Regions from separate parts of the Delphinus delphis genome. Here region 2 is linked to region 1. The links are chromatin contacts, called in public Hi-C maps. All regions are on one chromosome and are shown on one strand. Each heading gives the region's core, a stretch centred on a gene start, on an enhancer-like site or on the middle of the called end of the contact. The rest is flanking DNA. Distances are from core to core; before and after follow the strand shown. Region 1 holds the start of CISH (cytokine inducible SH2 containing protein). Region 2 holds the start of MANF (mesencephalic astrocyte derived neurotrophic factor).

Region 1 (5,219 bases), core at 914-3,413:
TTCAAGGGGACACCTGTGGTGCCCTGATGTTGACTGTCCTGAAGGCAGGGAAGCTTCACTGAGGACCTGAAAGTTGGATCCTGAAGGATGTCTAGGAGTTGGCTTATAATAGGAGCCTAGAGAGGAAGTGGGGGATGGGGTTGGGCCTGTGAGATCTAGGGTATATTTTACCCTCTCTATGCCTCATTTTTATCACCTGTAAAGAGGGGACAATATGTAGTAGTTAGGCAATGAAATGGGGCTGGAAATTGCTGAGAGCATCTGGCACATAGTAAGCATTCAGTAAAGTAATCACAGTTAGAGGGAAAGGGCAATCTCGGGGTAGAGAGCTTGGGATTTGTCGCCAGGGGGACCAAGGTTCAAATCCAGCTCTGTTGCTTGGCAGCTGTGAAGCCCCTTTGTCTTCATTAGTAATGTGGAGCAGTAGACAGTTCCTACTGGAGGAACGGCACCTTATACAGGGGCTCCATGCTGGGCTCTCCAGGTGCCCCAGCCATCGAAGTGGCAATGAGGTCTCTACACCCATCTCCACCCCATGCAAGCAGCTTCTGGCCTACTCAGGAGGACTGGTGGGGCAACACTGAAGCTCAACTTCCCTTCAGGAAATTTACAGAGAAGTGGGTTTCCTGAAGTCATTTCTCATCTTAACCAGTTTATTTTGTCATTTTGTCCTGTTTCACGGGGTTTTGCTTTTGGACCCCCTCTGTCTTCCATCCCCTCCCAGGCAGGGCAAGCTCAGCCCTGTCTGCCTTGGGAAAACCTGGATACTGCCATTTAGGCTTCTGGACCCTGCCAGGAGTCTGTCATCCCTGCTAGGGGATCTGAAGCTTACCTTCTTTCTGGGGAACCTGGGGGTACACACCGGTAAGTTGGAAGGGGGGAGTGGACCCTGCCACTTCTCCAATTCTCTCCCTCTCCTTCTGGTCCAAGGGCTTAGAGGAGGTGTGTGCAGCCCCTATGGTCTTTCAAGATGTTCCCTGGTGAGTCCAGTGAACTGGGAAAAGGTGGAGAGGATCAAGGGTAGGAGCATGGGCTTCTGACTTTTGTTCCCTGGGGCTCGGCATAATGGGGGTAATACCAGCTGTTGAGAATCAAATGTATCAAGTGCTCCATGTAGATGGGAGGGGGTGTCACTGATCCTTCTCTCTACCGTTACCCCCCACCTTCAGTTTATCTCTGGGTGTTTGGAGCTCCAGGTCTCTCTCCCACATTTTTAGGGAACCCACCAACCCAGAGACACATGTGAACTGTCCTGTGGGGTGAGCTGGGGGCCTGCCTGCCCCTCAAGTCGGTAGTCATTTCTTCCCTGATTGGAGGGCCGGCCAGAGGACAGGCTGGGGCCGAGACTGGATGGCCCTGCCTGGTGCAAAGGTTGGGATGGTGCCTTCTCCCCCAGCTCTCAGTGAAAACGTTCTCGCCTGGATCCTCTTGGCTGCGGTGGCCGCAGGCTTGACCCCCGTGAAGCTGCGCGTATCTGAGTACTCCCTCTGTACCCCTTCCCTCCCCTAATGTCCCTCTCCAAACCACACCCTTTGCCACCCACCTCCCCAGAAACAAGAGTCCAGGGGTCCAAGTGCAGCCCACAGGGGGCCCCCGCACACCAGACAGACCGCCTTGGAGGAGCCGCTAGCTGGGCGGACAGGCCGGTGACCGCGCCCTCGTGCTGCCACCGGTTCTACAGAGAGATAAGGGGGCCTGTTCCCAACGAAGCGGAGTGCCCGAAAGAAATCTGGGCTCCGGTAGGTAGAGCACCTGCACCTCCCTAGCCCTCTTCAACCTGGACTTTCCCTAATGTTCTCTAGGTCACTCTCAACCCGGCTTGGTCACGTCAGCCTCGGGTCCAAGCGCTGTAATTGGCCCTGCGTGACCACTCGGCTCCACCTCCTGCGCTGCGATTGGTCGGCACGCGGAGCCCCGCCCCACTTTCCTGGAAAGTTCTTGGAAATCTGTCAAAGGTGTTTCCTTTAGCGGCCCTCGGCCGCAGACCAGGGAACCGACTCCCTCGCCTGCACCCCTCCCCGCCCGGCCGCACAGCCGGCGGTTCTAGGAAGACGTCGCTTCCGGGAAGGGCTGGGACACAGAGGACAAAAGATTAGGCTGCTCGCCCCGCCCTCCCGGCCCGCCCCACGCGCCCTCCCGGCCGGCCCGCGCCGCCACCTCTCAGTCCCGACCCGCCGCTCGTGCGCCCCAGGAGCCTGCCTTGCGAGCGCGACCCGCGCCCACTGGCTCCCTCCAGCAGCCGCCGTCAGGCCGAGCCCCAGCTCCGGAGCAGCCGCTGCCGCTGACGTGACATGGTCCTCTGCGTTCAGGGGTAAGCGCGGCTCTCCGCCCCCGCCCAGCTCTGCGCCGGCACGCGGCAGAGTACTGGCCTCGTGCTAGCTGCCGAGCATTAAGAGGGCTTGACCGGTCGGAAATGATCGAGCGCGGAAAGACCTCGAGAGAGACAACAGGGAAGGGTGACAACATCGTCACCACCTCTACTGGCACTGTGGGTAGGGAAACTGGGGGTTGGCTGGCGACAGGAGAAACAGGGTGGGCTAAGCGTGGGAGAACGTAGACGCCTCAGGCAGCGCGTCCTCCAAGGCGTGGCTCACCTGCCCAGCCGTCTGGGCCCGGAGCGCTCTATCCTAGCCTGACGGCCCAACAGTCTACTGTGACCTTGGGCCAGCCCCTGCCCTTCTCTGTCCTGTCATCCACTCTCCTGCCTCGGCTAGCAATTAGGCTGTTCTTGGGAAGCCAGCCTGAGATCCTTGCCTCTCCCCTGGTTGGCACCTGCTGAACAAGCAGCTGTTGGGAGAGCCTAGGTTTGGCCCAGTCCTGCCTGAGGTACCCCCACAATGTCCTCAGCCCTCAGCCCAAAATGGGATCCCAATGTGAGAAGGACCTTGGCTCCTGCCTCCCTTCTCCAAGTTTCCCAAAATGTGGGGGTGGGGTGGGGACTGATAAGACAGAGTCTTGGCCTCAGCTGAGCATTCTTGGCACATTCCTTCTGGCCAGAGCCTCAGGATCCCCTTCAACCAAGGGTCTGATGCTCTCCAAACTGATCTGACAGGAGCTCAGAAGGTTCCAGGGAGAATGAAAGAAGATGTGAATGGGTGCTCCACAGCAGGGAAAGCAAGATTTTTAAGACCTACACACACACACAGCCACAGACCAGCTGGTGCCCTCCTGAAGTAGGGTGCAGGGATTCCCAATTGTAGGTATGGGTTGTCAGCTTTGCTGAGGGATCCCCGTTTAGGGCTGAGTTTGCCTCATTGGCTTATGTGCCCAGGCAGAACTCACAGGCTGGGCTCCACAGCAGGCACACACACATACTGGCCACCCACACCTGGAACATAACAGCCACCGCCACGACAATGACACCTCCCATACTCCTAGAAGGCTCCTGGGCCTGAGCTGAGCTCTGGGTTCCAGCAGGCAGGCCATCAACCAGTTCCTTGAAACTCAGCCTCTAGCTCCCCAACAGGGATTCCTGAGCTCCCGTAGTACAGCCAGGGTAGGGGTGGAAAAGTATTAGCAGGCTGTGGTATGCTAGGGTCTTATGGCCCCTTCTCTTGAGTGGTCACGGGCCCCTGATTTGTTAAAATCTTCTAAGAGTCACCTATAACCTACACTGTATAACTTACACTGTCAGATCTGGTTCCTCTGCCTGACTCCTGCTGCCAGTTCCTGCCCACCTCTTCCTGCCTCGTAAGCAGTACCTGTCAGTGTTTACCCATACCATCATCTCAGCCTGCGGTGCCTTCCCCGCTACTCCTTCCTTTAGCCTGGCAGACTCAGCTCAGGAACAGGCAGACCCTGACTTCCCCCTAACATTCTTTGCTTTTATGACTTTGGGTTATGAGTTCTCCTTTAGGGGAGGGCCCAGGGTTTCATTATTTGGTGTCTTGAGGCCAGCGGAGAACCAGACCCAAGACCCAAGGATTTATTTTGTGATGAGTGGGAGAGGACCAGCAGTCTCTTCCTTGGGAACCAGGGCCATGCCCCTCAATCCCAGGAAGCCCCAGGATCACCATGCTGGGTGGGCTTCCCCTAAAGGGAAGCTACTGCTCAGATTGGGGCCAGTTCAGCAACCCAACTCTAGCCATCTGAAAATATGGTGTGACCGAACCCCTCAGTGTCTGGGCTAGTAGGACCCCTCATTGAGGAGGAGGGGAAACTGACGTCTAGTGAAGAACAGTGTTTGCATAAGATCATAGTGCCTCGTAGGGCAGGCTCGTCAGGGTAGGATCTGGAATGTGGGATGAGTACCCTGCCCTTTGGTGGGAGCTCATATTTATGGGAGGTGGGACTTGTCAGTGCCTTTAGAGGCCACTGTCTATCCTATACCCTCAGCTGGGAGGAGGAGAGAACAGGATTGGTGTCTGACCTGTTTGGGGATATTATTCCAGGCCCTAAGCCCTGGCCAGTGTGGACCTAGGTCCCTCTGACAGATACTCCTATCTGTGGGGAGGTAGCATGTGACCAATCCCTCGGCTCAGCCAGGACAAGTGCCATTTAATTGGCCCACCACTGCCAGGAGGGCACCACTGTGAAGCCTCTTTGTACTGGATCCTGTCAGTGTGGTGAGAACACCAACTGGCCACTGTGAGCTAGAGATGCCTATAGAGAATGAAGTGTATTTGGTTGGTGCAAAATAGAGAGATTACAGTTGACCCTTCGTATCTGCAGATGCGAAACCCATGGATATGGAGGGCCCAAAGTATTCACTGTACTATGCCATTCATATAAGGGACTTCAGCATCCGCAGATTTTCATATCCACGGGGGCTCCCAGAACCAATCCCCCGCGGATACTGAGGGATGACTGTAATTACTGTTTAATAAATGCAGGAGGGTGGAGAAGTCTCTTTCAGAAGAGGGTTCATATGTGGGGGAAGTAATCAAGGGGTCTTTTGTGATGACAAGTGGGAGGTGGGGTACTGGTCTCATTGAGCCCGTGGGTGGGCAGAGGGGAAACTAGGACTCATAGTGAGATAGACTGGCCAGAGGTCACATAGCCAGTCTGGGGCAGAGGGGATCTCTGGAAATGGGGAGAGCACAGGGCCTCCACTCAGCGCCCATCCACCTCTTTCTAGACCTTGTCCTTTGCTCGCTGTGGAGCAGATCGGGCAGCGGCCCCTGTGGCCCGAGTCCCTGGAGCTGCCCGAACCAGCTATGCAGCCTTTACCTGGTGGCGCCTTCCTGGAGGAAGAAACAGAGGAGTCCCCAGCCCAGCCA
Region 2 (5,219 bases), core at 729-3,228, 470 kb before region 1:
AAAGCATACTGACATCTGAAAACATCTTCTTTCTCTGCCAGGGCCTCATTTTCCCATGCCCCGCCTGTACTGGCAGTCAGATTCAGTCAGTGTAAACCCCAGGCTCTTAATACACGCTTGGTCCCAGAGCTGACGACAGACACCAGATGAATTTAAAAGTCACCACGGTTCAAACCTTTAAACAGAAAGACAGACAAACCAGAGACTGCCAGGGAAGTTAAAGCTACAAAAGCCATCGTTTCATTAGGGCTCTTGTCCTCAATTCAGCCTTGGCCTACCCTGGGCACACTTTGTAATCTTCTACTACCCTCACACATGCCAAGATTACTCTGGCCTCTGGGCATTCACACTGGCTATTCCCTCTGCCTGGGATGCTCTTCCCCCTTCACAATGATGACCCTTTCTCAGAAAAATTCTTTTTTTTTTTTTTTTTTCGGTACGCGGGCCTCTCACTGTTGTGGCTCTCCCGTTGCGGAGCACAGGCTCCGGACTCGCAGGCTCAGCGGCCGTGGCTCACGGGCCCAGCCGCTCCGCGGCATGTGGGATCTTCCCAAACCGGGCACGAACCCGTGTCCCCTGCATCGGCAGGCGGACTCTCAACCACTGCGCCACCAGGGAAGCCCTCAGAAGAATTCTTAACTACTGTCTAAATCAGCACCCACTCATTCCATCCTGGTCCATTTTCTGCATGACACCCATCCCACTGCATCATTTGCCTGTCATTGCTCTCCCCTGGTATTTCCAGTGCCCAGCACACAGTAGGTGCTTAATCAGTACTAAGAGGGTAACATCACAACTGCAGAATACAGAAAGCCCTTCAGTCCCACATTAGTTAACTGACAGAACATCTGGCCTCCTGAATAGACAAGTGGGCAGGGCCTTTTACTGAGAGGTCTGTGAAGCAGAGGGTCAAACACTGGCCAGGGCCAGCTTGGGGAAGGTCAGACAGCTACTCACCAACCGATTCTCTTTGCCTCTTGCTTCACGGCAGAACTTTATAAGTTCTTTTTCAATAGAGGCTGGTGAGAATGTGACATCTCTGTCTTTGAGGTCCTGGTAAAATCTTCCCAGATAAGAAATACAAACTGGAAAAGAGAGGGAAGGGAGATGCTCAGCAATCACCAAGTTGCACCGCAATTCGCCAGGAGGGAACTCCGTCAGCAATTTTAATAGGAGACACGGAGAAAGGTGAGTTTTTCCATCACCGATTTTCTCAGGTGCCCACAGGTAGACAGAACCGCGCTCCGGGTTGCTGGGCCCCCTGGTTCACCCAGGGCATACGGGGAACGAGCATCACCCAATGACCCAAAAAAGGCTCCTCCCTGCTTTTTCCATAAAGTTTAAGCCGAGACTGAACACGTGTCCTTGAAATGGACTCACTGTGACCTCATAAATGGACAAACTGGAGGCCGAAGAAAACAGCGATCCAAATGCTGCTCATTTCCAAATACAACACCGAACTCCGAGGTGCGGCTTCGCAACCCCATCAGACAAGGCGCGGTGCCCACGGCCGGCATGGAGCCGGGAGCCCCCTGGCCGGGAGCCTCTGCCCAGTGATGGGAAAGGACCAAAACTCCAGCGTTATCTCAATTTCAGGCCAAGTTTTCTGCACGATCTAGTCCCAGCTTCTTCTCGTCGGACCAATGTTTTGTAGGCCCAGGAAATGTTTTCTAAGAGGCCCGGCGTCGGCCCTTCCTCTGGCGGACCCCTCTGGGGCCGGCCGCCCCCGCCGCCCCCGCCCGTATCAGCCCCTGCCACTGGGCCGCTCAGTGGTTTGGTTAGGTTTGGCAGCGCCGCCGCCAGGCGGGCCACAGCGCACGGACCCCCAACCCCGCAGCACCTTCGCAGTCGCCCGGCCGCAGCGCCCGGCTGCCCGGCAGCACGCTCAGAGCCAGCGCCACCGCCAGCCCGTGCGTGGCCCACATCCTCCTCCACCCGCCGCCGCCGCCGCCACCGCCCGACTACACCGCGCCCGCAGAGCCCCGCTTCCTCCAGGTCCGGGCCGCGCGCCGTGGCTCCCCATTGGTGGGTGCTCTCCGCGCCCTCCCACACACCATGCCTCCATTGGTCCACGCGCCTCGGAGCCCAGACGGGCGGCTCCACGCTGCCCTTCCCCATTGGCTGATGGCGTCGCCCGCCCTCGGCCCTAGACAGTTGTCGGCTGCTGATTGAACCAGGGCGGCCGGCAGGAAGCGGCCGTGGAGGCGGCGGAAGCGGCTCGGGCCGCCATCTTGGGTAGGTGACCCGGCAGTGGCTGAGGCGGAGTGTTGCTGGCTGAAGTCGGGTTGGGCGCTGTACCGCGCGTGCTGAGTTGGCTTGCGTACCCTCTGTTCTGGGCCCCAAGCCGGCCCGAAAAACCCACGGACCTCCCCGCCCAGGCTCCGAATTGTGGCGCAGGTCAGGGGCTCTGGGGCCAGCCGTAACCCAACAAGGCAGGGACGGCGGGGGGCCGCAGGCGAGGCTCCGAAGAGGTTTTTTTCCCCTTTTACCTTTTTTTAAAGGATCACGTAGGCGGGGGGAACCAGACTTTGGGGAGCCCCTGCGGAGGCTCTGGCGCCTGCGAGGCCGGCGGACCGCGTCCGAATTGCCTCAGCAGCTCAGGCACCCACCCGCTTGAGCCCCGGGTAGCCGGAGCCCGCCTCGCGCGGGCTGTCAGGGGTGCGCGGGCTGTCAGGGGTACCCGGGCCGGGGTGGACAGACTCTGGGCTGGAGGGGCGCCCGTAGGAAAGGCTCTCCTCCGGGCTGCCTTCCCAGAACTCAGAGAGGCACCCGGGCCAGGGTTGGTTGCGTGGCTTTGGGATCAGAAGCATCCCGCCTCAGAGTGGGGAGGTCGGGGGTTCGGAGGCTTGTCCCGCACGCTGGTAAGAGGTGCCCCCCTTTTCCTCACAAGCCTCGGAAGCCTGGCCGAGGTGGCTGGCACGCCGCCTCCTGCTTCCCACTGAGCGCTCAGGGCCCTTGGCTGCCCTCATATCCAGGGCAGGGTTTGGCTCCCTGTCTTTGAAGGCAGGACGTGGGAAAGGTTGGCTTTGCGCTCAGGGCAGAAAGGAGATTTCTATGGGGCTAAAAGGGCTTGGAGCCCAGCGGCAAGGGTTGGAGAGAGGCACTTGCGCTGCTCCCAATTCAGTGAATTCAGCGGGTCAGTGTCAGGTATTCATCTTTAATTCACATCACAGCAGTCAAAGGAGTGGGGAAAGGGGGGAAATAAGGTGGCAGATATTTACATTTAAAATTCACATTACTTGTTGGATTTAGAACATGCTACCACAATATATACAGTAAAATACCTTTTGGGACACCAGTACAAATTTTTTTTTCTTTAACTTTGCTTTCTGGTACAGGTAAGACCATTTTTAAGTCGCTTCTTATTTTAAACATAAATACACAAAAGAAATGGTTAGAAGTTTTCTTATTTTAAATAAGCACAGAATGCCAGAGGTTAAAAACACATTTATATAGGGCTGAATACCAATTGGACATCACACTCTATACATTTTTTGCTCAAATTCCTGTACAAATACACAGCATTCAAATAGGTATTTACAAATAAGCTTGAAAGAATGAAAATCAGTATTTCACAATCTTTTCAGAGGATTCTCATCTCTTGCCTCCCACTTCCCTTCAGACTGGCTGATTCTCCAGTGAAAGGAATTTGGATCATGTCCTTTTCATGGAATTAGGGAAAATGGAGAGGGAAAACAAACTGGGCTCACCCTGTATGAGGCAAGGCCAAATGAACCCACATTCCACTCTCTACCCTCCCATGCCACCAGGTGGAGAAGGTAGATGTTCTTATGTGAGGACTGCCTTGTCCAGGGATTGAGGTTCAGAAGTGCCCTAAAACCTAAATATGCCCTCCTACCTAAGAAATCCAGAGCTAATCCCCGACTGTCACACTTGTGAACACCAGATGGTCCAGGCCTGCCAGGACTGACCCACTCTGCTTGGAGTCACCCTTGAAGTATCAGAAAGGACCCACAATGGTGATAAACACTCCCAGACGCCCTGAAGCTAATGCGGCCCCCCAATCTTTCCTCATAGGTTACTTGCTGGCATTCCTATTAAACAACCTGGCATTTGTTTACAAGTGAAAAATACCCTAACCATGGAGGTCAGATGGGCCAGCAGAAGAGGAACTAGGGGAGAACATACCTGCTCAACAAGGAGAAGGCAGCCGTGGGACCATCACAGTTGTGAATGCAAGCAAATAAATGTTTCGTAGACTTTTTTAAAGTAACTTAGAAGCACCCTGGTAAAATACTATTACCACCCCACCCTATTCCCCCAAATAATAAACCAAGAGGAAAATCGGTGCCCTGACCTGAAAGAGTTTTCTATAAAGACCACTACCTTCTGCCCAACAGACTGGGAGGCTGGAGAAACTGCCCTCCTGCCCGCCCTGAACCCTGAGTGGTGGTCCCCACGGGCCTGGAGCTGAGGCCCTGCACTTGGCTACTGGGAGAGGATAATTCAACCTGTGTGGCTCTCTGCTTCTAAGAGGAGAATCCCTCCCACCCTTTTTACCCAGGAGCTTGCTGAGCCTGACCACAAGTCCTCGGGCCTTAGAAGCCTGGCTGGGCAGCCAACCCCACTGCTTGGAGGTAGTGCTGAAAATCCCTGATTCAGGAGCTGATGACAAGCACTCTGGCCACTTCTGAAAGCTTTGAGGATTTCCGGCCCCTGCCACACCCAGCCTCACTCCTGTATCAGCTTGTTTCTCAACACGTGGCTGCCCGGGCCCTGGGGAGGAAGGTGGTGAGGGTAGTCCCTCTGGCGCTATACCCCCACTCAAGCTCCAGAGGATAGGAGATAACCACTGCAGATCCATGCACCAAGGGGGCTCCTGCAGGGCACGGGGTGTATTAAGAGTGGAGAGGGGCAAAGGGTCAGAAATAAAAACGATGGAGGGAAAAATCCAAGGTAGAGTAGGAGGCAGGGCTGGCCCATGGAAGCCTGGCAGTATGCCCTGGGCATGCAGTTAGGCCAGGTCACATGCCTGAGCTGGCAGGTTGGCCTAGCCAGCCTCTCAGTTGCACACTCCTGGATGGAAGAGGGAGCAAGTGGGCAGACATTTGTGCAAAATGGCTTGTAGCCCCCTTGTCCACCGGCGACGTAGTCAATGTGGTCCTTGCAATCCCTGAATACAACCGTGAGCTCTTCTGTCCACACAGCAAAGGAAGAGGTCCCTAGTGCAATTCCCATTCTTCTGTGCATCTCTTCCC

Evidence for each region. Hi-C and Micro-C count contacts between places; a contact is called where the count stands out from the background.
Region 2: a contact with region 1 is called in a Hi-C map of lung, with 4 times the contacts expected there. The contact joins the promoter of MANF here to the promoter of CISH in region 1. A contact is called at or near these places in 3 of 3 Hi-C or Micro-C datasets (lung and muscle).

What each region holds. Positions count from the first base shown.
Region 1 is chr10:66,592,984-66,598,202 of mDelDel1.2, reverse strand. It overlaps CISH (cytokine inducible SH2 containing protein), which reads left to right and starts at 2,163. Exons shown (of 3, transcript XM_060022585.1): 1 at 2,163-2,311; 2 at 5,078-5,219. The coding sequence starts at 2,292. The region is part of intron 2 of MAPKAPK3 (MAPK activated protein kinase 3); the gene reads right to left.
Region 2 is chr10:67,061,311-67,066,529 of mDelDel1.2, reverse strand. MANF (mesencephalic astrocyte derived neurotrophic factor) reads right to left here and starts at 1,978. Exons shown (of 4, transcript XM_060022593.1): 1 at 1,841-1,978; 2 at 958-1,085. The coding sequence starts at 1,925. LOC132432336 (a long non-coding RNA gene) reads left to right here and starts at 2,244. Exons shown (of 3, transcript XR_009520875.1): 1 at 2,244-2,397; 2 at 4,039-4,598.